Regions from separate parts of the Mus musculus genome. Here region 2 is linked to region 1. Evidence: chromatin contacts called from public HiChIP or PLAC-seq data. All regions are on one chromosome and are shown on one strand. The core of a region is the stretch at or near the end of the contact, and the rest is flanking DNA. Distances in the headings are between cores, read along the strand shown. Region 1 holds the start of Sh3bp4 (SH3-domain binding protein 4). Region 2 has its middle 67 kb from the start of Gm34331.

Region 1 (5,259 bases), core at 1,471-3,970:
GGAACACAGTGGCTCTGGCCTCCTCCAAGTCATGGGCTCTCAGAGAGACACCAATAGCCTTCTCTCCCAGGAGGCGCAAGCAAACAGGCAAACACACACACACACACACACACACACACATACATACACACACACATACACACACACACACACACACACACACACACACACACACACACACACACACACACACCATTCAGTTTCAGAGAGCAAAAGGCTCTTAATTGGCTGGGAACAGAGGAATCAAACCCAAGAGGCCTCCCAGAAATCGAATCGAGGGTGTAAACCCCATTCATCATTCATTCTCCCATCTCATTATCAGATTAAAATCAACATTAGAATAGAAAGAAAGTCTATGCAAACAGCCGGAAGGGGAATAATTCCAGCCTGCTGCTGGATTAGCAAACAGCAAAGGAGAAATACTAGGAAGACCCCTCCCACCCCCAGCCCTTTCTACCTCTAACCAAAAAATTAGCAACACAACTTCCGTGTGATCAACAACCAGAGTGAAGGGTGCCTCATCAACAATGTATCCAGCCAGCTTTCAGGCCCTTCCAAGGCCCTGTCTGAGCTCACATCTGCAACTAGACTCAGGCCTTATCAAAGTGCTGGTGGGGATAACAATTAAAAAACCGAAACTATCAAAGGGTCACCAGTAACGCGAAGAAAATCGTCCAGCCCAGCTCCTGCCGGGAGACAGGGTGAGGACAAAAGGCAGCCTGTGCCTCACCTCTCGGTCTGGGTCCCTATTAATTGTTCTGTAAGAACATTAAAGCCTGGTGCCAGGACCTGGGGACAACAGGAAAAAAAGGAAAGTCCACAGAGGCCTTGCTGGCATTTCTGCAGCCAGCCTCCGAGCCGGTCATTGTTCAGTCGGTAAACACGTGAGACATAAAACAAATTGCTGGGAAACCAGGTTGTTCACTTCATGTGTCCTCCCAGGACCAACTGTTCTCTCTTGGAGGGTGACCTGGGCAGGCATTTACAGGACATTCTACAGCTTTGCATATACCAGGCACCAATGCCCCCTGACTTTGGGACAACCCCCTCCCCCAAGTCCAAAAGATGCTGCAGAAAGGATCCTTGAGAAGACCAGTTACTTCCAAGCCTCTCACTTTGAAGGACTTAGCCAGCACCAACAGGAGAATAGGAGTGTGCTCTGGGATCCCTAGGGCCTGCCTAGATCTTGCTTCCTGGGCAGGGTAGCGAAGCTCTAGGTAGCTTGTTTTACCTAGCTACCTAGATGACACTGTGTAACAGCTAAATGCTCCCCAGCACATTGAAATACAGCCGCTGTCCATCTAAGGATGCCAAAAACGCTCTGCAAACCACCCATTAATTTTTATGGTTGGCCCAGGAAGCAGATTGAGAATCATTACTGTCATTTTTACAAGGCTCGGTACCAAAACCACGGACTGGGCTGAGGTTTCGGCCCTCCCACCACCATTCTCTCCATCTGTACCCACCATCTCATGGGAAACCCCAGTACATCAAAAGGGTACTCATAACTATCAGAAACAGCCTTTGTGGTAAGGCAGGTCAAAAATTCCAAACTTTGGGCACGAGACAATCAAGGGTTTCAAGCAAGGGTTTTCTTGAGGTTAGGCAAGAAGGCGCCAGGTATAATTCAATGATTAAATCTACAAGGCTGCGACATCCCCACCCCCCACCCCCAACGAATGTGGGATCGGCGTAGATCTCGTGTTTATTTCCGCTCTGGACACTCATTGCTTTTATAATCAGAGCAAAAGTTATACGAACTTTATTTCTGCTGCTAAATCACAGAACACCAATCTGATGCACTAACAAGGGAAGAATAAACACGAATAAAGCCCAGCATGGTATTCCCTTTCAAATCTCATAGCTCCACGAGGCTCCACAACCTTCTGCGCACGCAGAGCGGCCAGCCAGCTCTCCGCCACTCCTCCCGCGCGGCATCTGCAGGCGCCCCACACCCGGGAAGGGCCAGCGCCAGCCAGCCCCACAGTCCGCACCGCTAAGCCCCCCAAACCTGCATACTACAACGCCAGATCCCAGCTGGGAGCCTCCTGGCCCCCAAACCCTCTAACAAGACACACTGGGCGGCGCAGGGCGGCTTCACGGTAAACAGCACTTGCAGAACAACGCTCCTCTATCCTAACCGCTCCCACCCGCACACCCCAGCGCTGTCACCTCGGGGCTGCGCGGTCACTCGATCACCAAGACAGAAACTGGAGTTTTCAATTTCATCCTCCAGGAGGGCTCTCCGAAGAAGTTGAAATGTGCATTGTCACCAAGTTTAACCCAAAGCCGCGCTCTCTTCGCTCCTTCTCAGAACCGCGCGGGTGGCGCCGCGACCCCCTCCGCCCTCCCCGCGCCCCGGGCCCTAGCGACCACGATCCGCAGCCCAGGTCGGGCTGTGACCACAGAGGGCAGGGAACCGGGAGCTCAAGGGGCTCGGAGCTGCTCCAGGCTAGCCGCGCCCCAGAGCCCGGGATGCTGCCCAAAGCCACAGCGCGCGCGGGGATAGGGTGCGCCGTCCGACCCTAGGCTCCTACCTGGCTCGCATGGCGCCCCACGGGTCCTGCGGTTCTCTTGTCCTGTGGGGCTCACCCGGCCGGGGGCGCGCGCGACTCCCGGTACCGCGGCCTCAGCGATCGAGGCAGCAGAGGTGGTGAGGTGCCCAGACGCCGCGACAGCCCAGAGCGCTCGGCCCCCGCCAGCGGGCGCAGAGGTGGTCTGGGCCGGGGCGGGGCGCGAGCGCGGGCGGGGCCGGGGCGCAAACAGCGGGCTCCAGGAGGGCGGAGCGCAAGCAGAGACCGCGGGAGGGGCGGGGCCAAAGCTGGGGGCGGAGCGAGGAAGAGGCGGGTCAAGCTCAGGCTGGGGCGTAGGGACCGGGGGCGGAATCGCACTCTCAAGGCGGAGTCTTTGTCGGAGAGGCGGGGCCTAGACGATACTGGGGCAAAAGTGGGCGGGGTGTGCTCAAATGAGCGTGGTCAATATGAGGTTGGAGCAAGTAGGGGCTGTGCCTCGAGCTGGGGGAGGGCAGTTCTTAGTAAAGGCGGGGCCTGGATGAAGGGGGCGGGATGTCCCGGAGGGGCGGGGCCGACTGAGCCGCTGATTTACTTAAAGAAGCGGCTTGGCTTACTGGCGCCTCCAGTGCTCCGGCGCGATTCCCGCCAACACTCCTTGTCTCCTTCCTTAACAGCGCCAGTTAAGAGAGTGGGGTTAGGGCCTCGGGATCTTTACCCCTGGACCCAGAAATGAGCAAAGATGATGGAGACCTCCGGTGCTCTGTTTTGGGGAAGCCTCTGATCCCCCGGGAGTGGTTAAGCAGTAAAACCGAGAAAAAACAAACAAAACTCAGCTTAGGGAACAACTACAAGTGGAGGAGAGCTGCCTGCGAGGCAGATTGCAACTGAATACATGTCAGCATAGTTACACTTCCTCTGCCCAGACTCACATACAGAAGTAGACGCTCGATGCGAGCTCAGTGAATGAACACACTGCGAGGCAGCGGAGCAAAAGCCCAAGCTCATGAGTCATCTCTCACGGGAGTAGACAGAGGCCTGTAGGGGTTGATTGCCTCAGTGAGGTCGAACCAGCCTTTGACTGCTGTGGTGGTGAGGCCAGGGAATGAAGGCTTCCACTTGGAACCAGTGGCAATCATGTCTTCAATGTTGCCACAGATCCAAATCCAGCAGCCCACTGAGTCCATCTTCACTATCATCGCTGGCGACAGATACCATTTATATTTTCTAAGTGACTTCAGACGTTAACACAGATTATCATATTCGGCAAGATCACATGGGAGAGGGCTTCAGAGTCGGAATACTAGCCAGTTTTCTATCTCCCGTGTTCTTTATGCTCCCCTTCCACTCCACCCTTGCACTCGGGCTGCCCGCCTTCCCCCACCCCCACCCCCACCCCGCTCTAGATGTAGTCCTAGTGGAGTCAGGTAGACATACTGGTCAACCTAAGGCTAAGAGGGTAGAATTTCATATTCTCTTAGAACATGGAAACGAGTACAATTACTCCTTAAGTGTAGCTGTCGACCTTAAAAGAAGCAGTCTCCTGAAGGTGCAAGTGACTTACATGGTTGGAGGGGGTGGGGGTGGAGGAGACAAAAGCATCCAGACTGGAGGGCGTGTCAGGAGCCAGCCTGCTGTGCTGGGATCTCTAGGCCTCTGTGTGAGTCACTTGCCTCTGAGTATGAAAATTAAATACAGAGCATAAGCCTCAGCAGAATGCCTAGCACAAAGTAGCCATCACTAAATATTAGCTATTTGTACTGCCGTGACTCCGAATGTCTCCTGTCTAAACCATGTCAGAAAGAGGGAGAGGGAGAATATGCATGAACGTGGGCTGGGGTTATAGCTAGAGTTGGTAGAGTGCTTGCCAAACATGCACAAAGCCATGGGTCCCATCCTCAGCGCCAAGAAATGGGGATGTAGTCACTCAAGCCCACACTCAAGAGATTCAAGGGGGATTCAAGGAAGGTGGATGCAGAAGGATCAAAAGTTGAAGGTCATACTCCCCTACATAGTGAATTCAAGATCAGCCTGGGATGTGTGAGACCCTGTCTTGGAGAATGGAAAGATGGATCAGAGGTTAAGCACTGGTTGCTCTTCCAGAGGGCCACGCTTCGGTTCCTAGCTCCCACAACCATCTCTAACTGGAGTTCCAGGGCATCTGACACTTTCCCTTGCCCTTCACGGCACCAGGCGTACCAGTGGCACACAGACATATATTCAAGCAAACATTCATTTACACAAAATGAAAATAAATCTTTTAAAAAACAAAGACCTGTTGGGTTAGGTGTCATATACCTTAATCCTAGTACTTGCTAAAATGAGGCAGGAGGATTATGAATTCAAAGACAACTTAGATCTACTGCTATACTGAATCTGTCTCAAAAGAAGAACTGCTTATAAAGCATTGAAAAAGACAAGCGAGTTATAAATGATCAAAGGTATAAAAAAAATGAGTCCCCCAAACACTGCAAATGGCCCCGCACATGAAAGACTCCTTAGCTGCACTGAGCAAAATGCTCACAAAGGAACAAGAAGATGAGAAAGCCCAAGTGTGGCCTAGGTGATGCTTGGTGACTGGAAACAAAGGTCAGAGACACATCAAAGTATGGAGCTGGGCAGAAATCCAGACTATAACATGATGCTTTGCCTGGGGGAGCAGAGGGCATGGGCTCCCCTGTCCACCTGGACATAGAATACCGTATAGTCTTCAAGCCAGCTTGCTTCCTGAGCGAGGAGTGGATAGAAT
Region 2 (5,042 bases), core at 938-3,437, 100 kb before region 1:
GTTTGTGTCTGAGGTGACATGAGTTCCATGGCCTTGAGAGGCTGGCTGCTGTCAGAGAGGGAGGCCTGCAGTGGAGATGAGGGAACATCCCAGGAGGACAGGAGGTCAGTCTACCTCACGAACTTGAACTCTGTGTTAAAGGAGAGGGTTGCACTGGAAGTCCTGTATGTCTTGGCCACCTCTTTGGTCACGTGAAGACTCTCTTCCTCTGGCTTCTGGTGCCTCCTGCTGCCCTCCACCTGCCTCGGTGCTGGTGAGCAGGATCCTTCCCCTCTTGAGTGCCTAGTTAGGAGGTAATGCAGCATGTGTTCTCAGACCCTCAGGGTACCCAGCAAAGAGAGACCTCCCAGCTCTCCTGGCCGTGAGAACGTGAGCAGAGCACAGTCTGCCCACAAGGCCTACTGAGCTGGCTGCTGATAACAAAGGCAGACAAAGACGGGCTGCGCCCAAAACTGGGACTTTGCCTGTGCCTACAGATGAATGAAGCACATTTGGTTATTTTATATATTCTTTTCTTCTCTCTTGGGTTTTGTTTTGTTGTTTTTGTTTTGTTTTTTCTTTTTTTTTCTTTCTTTCTTTTTTTATTACGCATTTTCCTCAATTACATTTCCAATGCTATCCCAAAAGTCTCCCACACCCTTCCCCCCCACTCCCCTACTCACCCATTCCCATTTTTAGCCCTGGTGTTCCCCTGTACTGGGGCATATAAAGTTTGCCTGTCCCAATGGGCCTCTCTTTCCAGTGATGGCCGACTAGGCCATCTTTTGATACATATGCAGCTAGAGTCAAGAGCTCCGGGGTACTGGTTAGTTCATAATGTTGCACCTACAGGGTTGCAGATCTCTTTAGCTCCTTGGATACTTTCTCTAGCTCCTCCATTGGGGGCCCTGTGATCCATCCAATAGTTGACTGTGAACATCCACTTCTGTGTTTGCTAGGCCCCGGCTGTTTTGTTTTTTCTAAGGCAGGGTTCTGTAGACAAGGCTGACCTCGAACTCAGAGATCTGCCTGCTTCTGCCTCCTGAGTGCTAGGATTAAAGGTATGCACCATTACTGTCTAGTTTTTTTTTCTTTTAATGCATTTTGGGGCTGATAAAATGACAAGTAAAGGTACTTGACACCAGACCTGATGACCTGGGCTTGATCTCTGCAATCCATGTGCTGGAAGGAGAGACCAGACTCCTGAGAACTGCTTTCTGGTCTCATCGTGTGCCATGTGGCATAAGCCCTCTAAGTAAATAAATACATTTAAAAATGTAAAAAAAAATATCCACACATAGGAGGTCTTTTTATCCACTTGTGTATTAGGCAGGGTGGAGGTTACCTACAGTTACAGCTCTCAGAGAAGCTGAGACAGGAGGATTGCTTTAGCCCACAAGATGGAGACCAGCCTAGGTAACACAGCGATATCCTATCTGAAATAAATGAATAAAAGAATAAACAAGCAAGCAAGTAAGCAGAGAATAAAAGACACATATTTTGCTTTCACTGGGAATCCTTCGGGATGCCCCACATGTGTCTCTCCCTTTTCTGTTATCTGGACCGTAACTGTTAGAAGTCATATATTGTTCTCAGCCATCATGAGTGAAACAGGGAGTTCTGACCTCTGGCCACACTTAGATGTTAATTTTCAGGCCTATTTCTGGTTTATGTTTCCCAAGGTTGTGAACTCTATGCTCTCCTGCTTGGCCAGGAAAGCCAGTTTGTCCTGCACCCCCACTCCCCACCCCTGATTGGCCAGGGAAGCCAGTTTGTCTGCTGCCCCCCTGGGCCTTCCCTTCCATACGTGCAGAATCCCTGGAGATCTGTGGTAACATTCTGAAACTACGCCCCTGTCTGAGAAATTCGGATAACCCCAGCTGTCCGCTGCGTAGCCCTGCCAGCTGAGATGCCACAGGGCCTTGGCAGAGCTTCTGTGGCAGAGTCCTTGCTTTTTTCCTTGGTAAGGACAGATGGGGCTCCTGTCTGGAGGTGCCCAACCGCCTCCACCACGGAGGAAAGCCATACTCTGTGGGTGGATGCACATTCAGGGAGAAATAGGAGGTTGTTCCTCTAATGCAGCCCATTCACCCACAGGGATAACCAGTTAGTTGAGGGGAAAAAAAAAGAGTCCTTTCATTCACACAGCTGCCCTGGGTACCAGTGCCATCCTGGCAGCTGGTAGATGATGCTCTTCATGGTCAGGGAGCACAGATGTGTTGCTGGCAAGATGGAGGTGCAGGTGGGCTCAGCCGGCATGAACCCCAGACACTTCAGCTGCTTCAGACTTCCATTTACAGACTCCTCTCTGGCTGGTAAGACTGGGGAGACTGTAGGCTTTCTTCCAACATGTCCTCTCTTCCCCAGTCCTAGGCTAGAAGTTAAATTGTTGCAGATAGTAAATCTGTTTAAGGGTCTCTAAAAAAGCTGTGGGTCTCCTCAGAAGACAGAGACCAATTTAACACAAAATGTATGCACCATTGGGGGGTTTCACAGATTAAAAGCCAGGCATGGGCCCTGGGTGGGAGAATAAATAATCTTGTTCTAGGTATATACACTTAATTTTGATTATCTGCGGATACATGCCCACTCTGTTGATTAATAGCATGCAAATTTGATACTCTGATTTTTTTTTAATTTTGCAAATTGGGGTATTCATTCTATTTTCTGGGTACTTACAGCCAATTCCAAATTGCTGTCATTTCATAAATTACTGTCTGTACTAGCTGGAGGACTGGGAAACTAGCATTGGCTCAGGGAAACAAACTAAATAGCACGAAGGAGGTATCACTGAAGCGGGCTCCCTTCAAATGTCAGTCTCCCACCAGGACCAAGTACCTCAGGGGTCTAGGCCCAAATGTGTTCGTTTTAGTGAAGAGTGAGTTCCATCCTTACGGGTAGACTTGTGCCTGGACTGTATCTTGGAGAACCCTTACCCTGGTCATAGAGATGGGCCTTTTCCCTTGTCATGGCCAAACAGTGTTTTGCTGCATAGATGTGCTTCAATCTATTTTCCTGCTATGGGTGGACGGCATGCTCTCTCAGGTTCTAGGAAGTCCCCTCAGCTCAGATGGCTTCATGACCGTCTCCTGGTCAGCAGCCAGAGGAAACTAAAGCCCAAAAGCCAGGGGCCTGGAGAGACTGCTGAGCGGTTAAGAGCGCTTGCTGACCTGCCTGCTGCCCTGTGGTGCACAGATGCACAAGTGGGCAAAACACTCATACGTATAAAATTAAATTCTAAAAAAGCCAAAAAAAAAAAAAAAAAAAAAAGCTTATAGTAAACCCTTTTTTGGGGCAGAGCAACATGGCGGGTAAGTGAAATGTTCACTGTGTAAGCCTTGCCGCCTGGCTTGATCCCCAAACCCACATAATGGTGGAAGGGAGAATCAACTCTGCAGAGTTGCCTTCTAACTTTCAAATGGCACACGCGCCATTTGAGGAAATGCCTCCATGAGATCCAGCTGTAAGGCATTTTCTCAATTACTGATTGATGAGGGAGGGCCCATTGTGGGTGGTGCCATCCCTGGGCTGGTAGTCCTGGGTTTTATAAGAAAGCAAGCTGAGCAAGCCAGGGGAAGCAAGCCAGTAAGCAGCATCCCTCCATGGCCTCTGCATCATATCCTGCCTCCAGCTTTTTTCCCTGTATGAGTTCCTGTCATGACTTCCTTTGGTGATGAACAGCAGTGTGGAAATGTAAACTGAATAAACCCTCTCCTCCCCAACTTGCTTCTTGGTCATGATGTTTTATGCAACAATAGAAACCCTAAGGCATGTGTCTGTTTGTGTGTGTCTGTCTGTCTGTGTGTCTGTGTCTATGTTTCCATGTATGTGTGTCTTGTGTCTGTCTGTGTGTCTGTATCTGTGTTTCCGTGTCTGTGTGTGTCTGTGTCTATGTTTCTGTGTGTGTGTGTGTGTGTGTGTTGAGGCTGGTGTCAGGTCCTGTCCTCCTTCCACCCTCCGTATGGTCTTTCAGGGATGTTTCAGCAAGCTGACTCGCTCCAGGTGTTCCCTATCTCCACATCCTTCCAAGTGAGACAGCAGGTGGGCAGCTATGTCCTCCAGCTTTTTACATGAGTTCTGGAGAGCCAAGTCTTCCTGCTTGTGTGGCGAGCACTTTGCTCAGTGGAGAATCTCTTCAAGCCAGGGCATGAAGCACTACCTGAGCATGCTGGGTATGGGAATTCAAATAGGAACAGCCTGCATAGGCTCATAGGTTTGAATGCTCAGTCACCAGGGAGTGGAACTGTTTGAAAGGATTAGAAGGAAGTGTGGCTTTGTTTGAGGAAGCTGACCTGGTGTCAAAAGCTAAGTCTCAGTCTCTCTCTCTCTCTCTCTCTCTCTCTCTCTCTCTCTCTCTCCCTCTCTCTCTCTCTCTCTTTCTGCCTACAGGTCAGGATGTAGAACTCTCAGCTACTACTCCAACACCATGTCTCTGTGCCACCATGCTCCCTACCATGGTGATAATGGACTAACCTCTGAAACTATAAGCAAGACCACAGTTAAATGCTTTCTTTTGTAAGAGTTGCCTTGGTCATAGTGTCTCTTCACAGCAATAGAACAGTGATGAAGACACTGAGAAAGGGACATCACATGCCACGAGAGACTGGCTGTCCACATGCGAACTTCAGTGCCATAGCTGTGTGAGTTTGAGAAAATTGCTTAGCCTCTCTCTGTTTCCTGTTGTTGGTAATATTTGATCCCAATCCGGGAGTTTCTTCCATGCCTTAGACCAGTTAATTTCTGAATAAAAAACACATAACCTTTATATTTATAATAAGCCTTAATCCTCACTAGAGCCAGGCAGATGTTAGGAATTGGTTCTAATGTTTTGTCTTAATTCAGCCCCAAGAATTGGGAATCTGCGTGTCTAAATGCTGAATGTCCCTGTTCCCAACTGGTTTTTGACTGATCAATAAAGAGCCAATGGTTGATTAGGATGGAAGAGGCAGGACTTCTAGGTTCCCAGGGAGGAGGAAGAAAGGGCAGCCAGAAGAAGGGGTAGGACAGACCATGCTGGGAAGGAACAGGAAGGAACAATGGCTGAAATGTAGGCACAAGAAGGA

Evidence for each region. HiChIP or PLAC-seq counts read pairs in DNA pulled down with a chosen protein or histone mark.
Region 2: a contact with region 1 is called in an H3K27ac HiChIP or PLAC-seq map of oligodendrocyte precursor cells, with 7 times the contacts expected there. The contact joins the enhancer-like site here to the promoter of Sh3bp4 in region 1. A contact is called at or near these places in 8 of 39 promoter capture datasets (3T3-L1-derived adipocytes, the C10 cell line, cranial neural crest and 5 more), 1 of 15 datasets of contacts at CTCF or cohesin (the NIH/3T3 cell line), 43 of 484 Hi-C or Micro-C datasets (the 4T1 cell line, the C2C12 cell line, MC3T3-E1-derived osteoblasts and 29 more), 25 of 115 datasets of contacts at active chromatin or transcription factors (the NIH/3T3 cell line, bone marrow-derived dendritic cells, craniofacial prominence and 18 more) and 6 of 9 other capture datasets (adipose tissue, embryonic stem cells, embryonic tail and 3 more).

The regions. Positions count from the first base shown.
Region 1 is chr1:89,067,876-89,073,134 of GRCm38.p6, reverse strand. Sh3bp4 (SH3-domain binding protein 4) reads right to left here and starts at 2,720. Exons shown (of 6, transcript NM_133816.3): 1 at 2,538-2,720.
Region 2 is chr1:89,168,501-89,173,542 of GRCm38.p6, reverse strand. No RefSeq gene overlaps it. Among named protein-coding and RNA genes, the nearest start is that of Gm34331, 67 kb to the right of the region's middle. Within about 2 kb of position 2,187, at least 12 of the 459 cell types and tissues checked have an H3K27ac peak or open chromatin away from gene starts, as enhancers often do. A contact at or near this core is called in cerebral cortex and oligodendrocyte precursor cells, where this site is marked.